Linked DNA regions of Lactuca sativa: region 1 is linked to region 2. The links are chromatin contacts, called in public Hi-C maps. All regions are on one chromosome and are shown on one strand. Each heading gives the region's core, a stretch centred on a gene start, on an enhancer-like site or on the middle of the called end of the contact. The rest is flanking DNA. Distances are from core to core; before and after follow the strand shown.

The links. A called contact is a pair of places that touch in the nucleus more often than the background predicts.
Region 1: a Hi-C map of leaf shows a contact between it and region 2, with 4 times the contacts expected there. The contact joins the promoter of LOC111893662 here to the promoter of LOC111893659 in region 2. A contact is called at or near these places in 4 of 4 Hi-C or Micro-C datasets (bud, leaf and seed).

The regions. Positions count from the first base shown.
Region 1 is chr8:173,721,784-173,725,733 of Lsat_Salinas_v11, reverse strand. It overlaps LOC111893662, which reads left to right and starts at 2,178. Exons shown (of 3, transcript XM_023889733.3): 1 at 2,178-2,689; 2 at 3,194-3,536. The coding sequence starts at 2,235.
Region 2 is chr8:173,122,850-173,126,970 of Lsat_Salinas_v11, reverse strand. LOC111893659 (actin-related protein 2/3 complex subunit 2A) reads left to right here and starts at 2,379. Exons shown (of 11, transcript XM_023889728.3): 1 at 2,379-2,619; 2 at 2,980-3,166; 3 at 3,235-3,301; 4 at 3,374-3,581; 5 at 3,674-3,843; 6 at 3,946-4,023; 7 at 4,108-4,121. The coding sequence starts at 3,105. LOC111893650 (malonyl-coenzyme A:anthocyanin 3-O-glucoside-6''-O-malonyltransferase) reads left to right here. Exons shown (of 1, transcript XM_023889711.2): 1 at 1-473. The coding sequence ends at 210.

The DNA.
Region 1 (3,950 bases), core at 929-3,428, 600 kb before region 2:
AATTCTTTTAGAACAGCTAACACACATAACAAACTTAATTAACTACTTCTAATTAATAAGTTGGATTTATAAAATATACTCATTTATTTAACTAATAAATTAACTCTTTAATTCATTTGTTTTATTTAGTAAATAATAAATAACAAATTATTTATTATCTATTTTGGTGTGTAAATAATAAATTTATCATCTATAAATATATTACTTATTTCACATCTTTTAATGTTCTTTGTATGTGATCATATATAATTATTATTGTAGTAAATTCTATTAATCTTGTACATCATATCATATGTAACGGACTCCCACTTATAAAAGAAACAAAATTAATCAAATATATGTTAAACTTCTAGCAAAGCTCATCTCTTTTAACTATGCATGGATATTTGTCTCTACAAAAATTCATTAAAATATTTAATGTTATATATGTTATCATCTTATCTCATTTTGTTGATATTATTGAACATGATGCATGGATCATATCATTCCATATAAGTTCAATATTGATTTCTCAATTTGAAAATTCAAATAAGATACCATACTTAATTGACCATCATGTCAATATTGTTTTTGTACAACCATACACTCACATCTATTTGAGTCTATTAAGGATCCTGACCAATAACTTACTCCAACAATGTGAGGAATAGATGTCATCTTGACTACATAACTCTATCATAAGTTTCACATCACATGTGATAGTAGTAACCTTTATAATTGCCTTATTCATAACCTCATTTAACTTGCAAGCTTTGTTGATGTAGATTGTTTAAGCTTAGTTGGATGCCAGTTAGGAGAGCACACAACTAATATCATTTCTAAATAAATGATACATATGCTGAAACAAGGGGAAAAAACTCATTCTTAAACCCCAATTTGCGTGATCATTACTTCCAAACATCCAAGCTTTGCAACTCCAACCAAATACGTGACATCAGTGGCGGATTTAGAGTGTTAGAAGTGGGGTGCATGGACCCCACTTGATTCTAGATTCCTTCTTATATACATTTGATAAAATAGAATTTTCAAAAAGAGTAAATTACACAAATGGTCCCTATGGTTTGGGGTAATTTGCGTGCTTGGTCCCTAACTTATTTTTTTAACTCGGAAGGTCCCTATGGTTTGTTTTTGTTACGCGTTTGGTCCCTACAGTTTATTTTTGTTACGTGTTTGGTCCATGTCTTATCTAAAAAGACTATTATTTAAAGAGGAAAAAACGATGGGGTAGGTGAGGTAAGGTGAGGAGGTAGGATTAGGGGTGTGTTTATTTAAATAAATTTTAAAAAAATCAAGGGCATAATAGTATTTTTTTAGGTAAGATAAGGACCAAACACGTAACAAAAACAAACAGTAGGGACCTTCCGAGTTAAAAAAATAAGTTAGGGACCAAACACGCAAATTACCCTAAACCATAGGGACCATTCATGTAATTTACTCTTTCAAAAATTGTGACTTTGTTTCTCTTAATCTATCCTAAAACATATCAAAATTACTATCATCTATTTTTTGTGAAAAAAAAAAAAGCCACGTTGGAGCAATGACATTAAAAAAAATCCAGGGTTATCACTAATATGATCTTAAATCAAGGTTTACATATATGAAAATCCAAATTAAATACCCATATATGATGCTATTATAATAAACAAATGCTTCAAAATGCTTCTTCTTGATTTTACAAACATTTTTTATACATAAAAATTTTCTATTTTTTTTTAATCTTTTATTGACCCCAATTACCATTTGTTCTGGATCCGGCACTGTGTAAGATTGATGTGCATAGACTTTTTACCTTCTCAATGTGTAAAGAAATTGCAAGTTTAAGGCGTCTATGCATGATGTTAAAGTAAAATCGTCAAATTTTTGACAAACTTTTAAGGGTTTTTCTGTAATATTTTGTTAACTATTATTTTTATAAATCAAATTATCTTATCGTTATATCTACTGTATAGAGAATGAATAGGCATTAACCTTTTCTTAATGCGATCTAGCAGTTACTCTAAATATATATATATTTCTAAATAAACAAACGTAGGAACATCCGGTAAACCCGGTCCAGATGTTCGTTTATAAAGTACAAGTACGCCATGCATACGAAGGTACAAGTAATCCATGCATGGAGACGTGCCAACCACCCCGACATCGCACAAAACGCTCCATGCAATAACTATATTTCACATCTTCTTCTCATTTCTCTCCCATTTGATCTCAGAATTTCCCATAACAATCTCCCAATAATGGCAATCGCCCGGATTAGGAGTCGCCTCTCCACAGGGGGACCGGCGCAACCTCCATCTCCGATGCCCAATTCCAGGCCTACTCGCAACGACCCTTCTTTCAACAATTACGTCGACAAATTGAAGAACATTCCCGAATTTGATACGACTGATGACTCCAATCGACCGCCTATTGCAGAGGTTGAATACAAGCTGATCAAAGCTAAGGATAAGAATTCGATCCAGCAGATGATGGAGTCCGCCGCTAAGTTTGGGATGTTTCGTGTCAGTGGCCATGGGATATCGCCTGAGGAGCTGAATGCGGCGTTCACGGAGGCGGATTTCATCTTTGGATTGCTTGCGGAGAGGTGGAGCCGTGATGGAGATCGGGAGGAGTTTGCTTGGTCTCGATCTGCCATGGCGGTGGCTGAACGACGGCGTGACGTTAAGAATGACGAGAATTTTCTGAAATTCAGGTTTGTTCTTCGTATCCTGATCATCAGCTTCTTCATTTTTCGTTTTATTAACAAATCAAAATTTTTCCATAGATCAATTCCATTAATAAGTGAATTGTGTATTTGATTAATTACAGATCATTGACATTGACATTTTATCTGTAGAATGTTTCAAAACAAATGTAGGTTATTTGGGGATGATCCATACATGTTTATGATCTATCAACAAATGATAAGGCTTCGTATTTTACTTCATTATTTATTCTATAGCGATAAAAAGACCTTGAGCATTTAGAAAGATTATCAACAATGTAGTATTTAGCAACATATAGCTTCTAATTATGCAAAAATGTTATTCTTGCATCAAGAACATCATGTGGATGTAAGATCCTAATGCCCACAAGAAGTCTAATCCATATTGAAATTTGTGACTCTTGCAAAGATCTATTGCTTCAATATTGAACATAACTTTAGGGTTAATGTGTAAATAAGTTGATTTGTGACACTTGTTGTATATATTTGTAGATCAAAGATGGATAATATTGCAAATAAGCTGGAAGCAATTGCGAAAGATATGGCTCAAGCCATAGGGACGAATGGTGGAAAGCAACCACGAAAGAAAATAAAGGAAAATGAAACTCGAATGGTGTTATTCAAGCATAATAACTCGTCTCTTCAACCACACACACCACGTTCATCTCAAACTCCACGCTCATTGGATGGAAATAGACGGGATAATGCCACATTTGCTCTGAGCATTCATATCCCAACTGAGCAAGGCGAATTCCGTCTCATATCTGAGGAAGGACCTGTGTCATTCCGTACCATCCCTAACACCATTGTCATCACCGTTGGTGAACAAATGGAGGTAATTTTTTCGTTTTAAGTTTTATGCATAAAAACAAAATATTTCATGTTGCACATTGTCAGATTGTCATTTCCAGTGTCCCACCTCAGCTAAACATGTCCATCTACTCTACATTTGGAAGAGAATATCAATGGCTCTATATTTATAACTAGTTTGGATACAGTGTTTGTCTAGATAAATAATGTTTAAGAAATACTTAGAGAACAAGAAAATTAATAAAGCAAATATTTACAAAAAATAAAATAAAAAGAGGAAGGACTTAGACTCCGTTTGACAGACATCTTTCCAAATCCATACAGATTTTTCTGGCTGAATGAGCCGGAAAGACTGTTTGATTTGCACCAAAAAATGGGTCTTTCCCGGTAAGACATGTCTTTCCTAAAAAGCTTCAAAATTATATATTTCTGGCCGTAT
Region 2 (4,121 bases), core at 1,130-3,629:
GGAACTCCGAAGTTGAAGATTTACGATGTTGATTTTGGGTGGGGGAGGCCGAGAAAGTATGAGACTGTGTCGATAGATCGGAATGGTTCGATTTCAGTTAACGCCGGGAAAGAATCGCCTGAAGATCTTGAAATTGGGTTGTCACTTCCGGTGAAACAAATGGATGCTTTTCTTGATATCTTTAACAATGATCTACAGAATTTCTTTTGAGTAAAGGGCTGAATCAATTTTCAGGTTACTTTTGGACTCAACGTGATCTGAAAAATGTTGTTTTGGATAAAAAGTGATGAAAATAAGAAATTAAAATCATAGTTGGGATCTAATGGACTTCGATTTCTTGTATTGGGCTGTGATTTTGTGTATTGGGTTGCCATTTGGTTTAATTTTGGTATGTGTTCCAACTTTGAACACTTATATTTTATAGTTTTGTATTGTTTAAGTCTATAAAATATAAAATCACTCCTTTTTCTTAATCCAATTACTTTGGTTCTTTTTTTGCATTATATTCATTTTCGTCTCAACTACATGTTACAACTTTTAGATTACATTTATTATGATTGTATACCCGAGTTCCATAGCCCTAAACATGGGTGTTTGTCATTTTGTGGAAAAAAATTTGGTTCACCAAATTTTCTACTTTTTCTTCAAAGTCTATAATGCATATAGTGAAAAGAAGCAAAAGTATTAGGGAAACAAAGAAGTTTCAGAAAATGACAAACACCCATGTTTTGGGGCTATTGAAATTAGGTATACAAGCATAAAAATGTAACGTAAGGGTTGTAATGTGTAGTTGAGGTGAAAATGAATATAATGCAAAAGGAACGTATAATTAGATAAAATATATATATATATATATATATATATATATATATATATATATATATATATATATATATATATATATATATATATATATATATAGTATTTGGAAAGTGCTATGTTGATTGGTTTTTATTTGTAAGTGTACATCATATTATATTTAAAGCTTGATAGATCAAATTTTAAGAAAACAAGTCGGGTAGTTTTGAGTTTAATAACAAGAAATCCACAACAAATAAAATCAGCCAAAATAGAGTCAATATGAAAAAGTTATAAGTGTTTAAAATTGGAAGAAAATGCCAAAATTTAGTTGTTCACGAAATCATAACTTACACGAAACCCGCGATCCATTAAGGAAAAACTATGATTTTAGTTAATTCTTAATTTTTTTTAGCTTTTTTTGGCAAATAACTATGGAATTTGGCCGAAAATAACAATTAACTCACATGTAATCAACAATCATAAATAGAAAATAAGATATACTCACAAGTGGTATACCTGAGGTTTAAGGCAACCTTACACAATTTTTTCGCCATAATAGTTTTTTTTTTTTCTCTAAAATTATCAGAAAATAACAGAAAATAACAAGTTAACTCACATGCAATCAACAATCCTAAACTAAGATATAATCACAAACGGTATAAATGAGGTTTCTAAGACAACCTTACACAATTTATCCGAAATGATCGATACAAAAGATGAAACAATCTACCCTAATAAATGAGAATGATTTTGCCACATATCCTTCTCTTATTCAATTTGCCACATGTCATTTTGTCATAATTTAGAGATATATTTATTTTCCACTTGTCATTTATTTCATTTTCCATTTCTAATATATTATTAATTAGTTTCCATAAATTAAACCTACCATAATAATTATATTAATTTCAAATTTTAAATTTTAAATTTCAATTTTAATTTCAAATAAATTTACAGTTTAAACTTTTGTGTTTAACATTTTGTTATAGTTAACCTGTTTAGTATACGGGTCTGATAACTAAACAATAATTTTAATTAATTTATTTTTTGCATGTTTTTTTTTCTCATATTTTTATTTATTTTAAATTTCAAATTCAAATAAAATTTTCATTTAATCGTTTCTATTTAACATTTTATTTTAATCAACCCGTATAATATACCGATTTCACAACTATTACTTATTAGTGTTCATTTGGTTTTTTAACACAAACATACAATAAGAAAGGAAATTAGAAGGACCACAATCTTTGAGACTATCAATGGACAAAGTCCAAGAGACGTTGCAAGGGCCAAGGGAAAAATGACAATATTGTGATTTTTAGAAGAAAAAAAAAAGTATTAATTATTGTTATTTCGATAATTGATCCATACTAGGTTTAAGTTTAACTATTCTTTATTTTGCCACAATCTATCTTGAAAACGTCATCTCTTATAACCATCAAAAAATAACATTATTAAACGAGAAATCATAAAAATATAATTAAAAATAATATTCTACCTTCTTAAAAAAATAATAATAATAAATAACTTAAGACTCTTTTCAATTAGTAAAAATCCAAAACAAATTCGGTGTTTAATCGTTGTACGAACATTGAGTAATCTTAATTACCGTCGTTCTATTCTAATCTCACAGCAGCACCACCGCCCTTCACCTCATTCTCTCCGTTTCAACGCCTTCTCCGATTTATCGTCGCTGTCCCCGTCGAACATCGCTCCGCCGCGATTCATCTTCTCCGTTTCCCGACTCTCCTTCGCCGACGCTACTCTTCTTCATTTCTCTCTGGAATCCGCCGTCTCCGTCGTCGTCCATCTTCTAAGGTAACCAATTGGGTATCCTAAAACTAATTGGAACGGGTAAAGAATATAGAGTGGCGTGAATAGTCTTCAAGATCATGAATCTCTAACTTTACAAATCAGAAATACTTTTGCTTGTTGAATTCTGGAAGCAGACAAAACCCGTCTGGCTAAGTCGATCATGGCTATTTTTTAAACCCTAGTTTTTAGATGAGGTTGCACATTGATTACTTTTTGTCTTTTAATCGTTTATTTTGATTCATTTTTAAATCATTTATGATTTTGTTCCACAATTGCTGAAAGAAATGGACCATTTCATTCACATTCAAATTAATTCGACAGTGTTCATCGATGAATTTGATCGCCATATATTTACCTTCTTAGGTATCCGCTATGATGGACGAGAATGAAGCCGATTCCTCAATCTCCATGTGAAGTCAAAAAAGAAATCAGAAATTGAAGATGCGGAAAGACGCATGAGCGAGCGCACAAATACACAGAGATAGACGATGATATTACTTCAATCTCAGTCAAGATACCTCCTCCAGATCTTAACAAACCGCGTTCAAAAGTAAGTTCTATCAATTTTCAGCTCCAAATCTACCCTTTTCGCTTCATAATTCTTATACCTAATACCAGTATCGAGAAAGGAGTCGAGTTGGATTGCCACTGGGTTGAATTCGATGACGTTCGTTACCATATTCAGGTATAGTCGATACGGAACATTTGAATTCTTAATCAATTATTAAAAAACCATTGATTCAAGTAATGGTTTCAGGCATCGATAAAGAATCCACATCTTCTACATCTATCAGTATCCCTCCCCACTCCACCTCCAGAGACTGAATTCTCCGGTGGCCTTCCATTTGGAGCCATTGAAGCAATCAAAGCAGCATATGGTAGTGTTGTTCATATCCTTGATCCTCCAAGAGATGGCTTCAATCTCACAGTTAAACTCAACTTGTCTAAACTTCCTTCACTTGAAGGTTCGATTCTTTCTCTTCTCTTCTCTTCTCTTCTCTTCTCTTCCTCTTCTCTGTAACATGATTACATGAAACTGTTACTTCTCATGATACAGAAATGAAGCAAAATCTTTTGGTAAAGATTGCATCTGTGAGAGAAGTGGTAATGGGGGCCCCACTAAGAGTAATCTTGAAGCGACTTGCATCAAGGTCTGTGCCCCCTAATGTTGGTGTCCTTGTCCCCCTTCTCCATCGACCTAATGAATCCTTCTTCATTGTTCCTCAGGTTCAAAGCTCCATTTTTCAATATATGTAACTTTCTTTAAAACATCAATAACAACTTCATTACTCCATATTTAACAGATTAAAAACTTGTTATAAATTACAGATTGAAAAGGTAACTGTAGTGTTCCCAATGAGATTCAATGACTCCATTGATACTGTTCTTGCTGCATCATTCCTTCAGGTTTTGTTCAAAAGAAAATACTTTTTTTTTTTTTTTTTAAGGTTATTGTTGTTAGTAATTAAAGAATTATAAATTTTTATAAAGGAATTTGTGGAAGC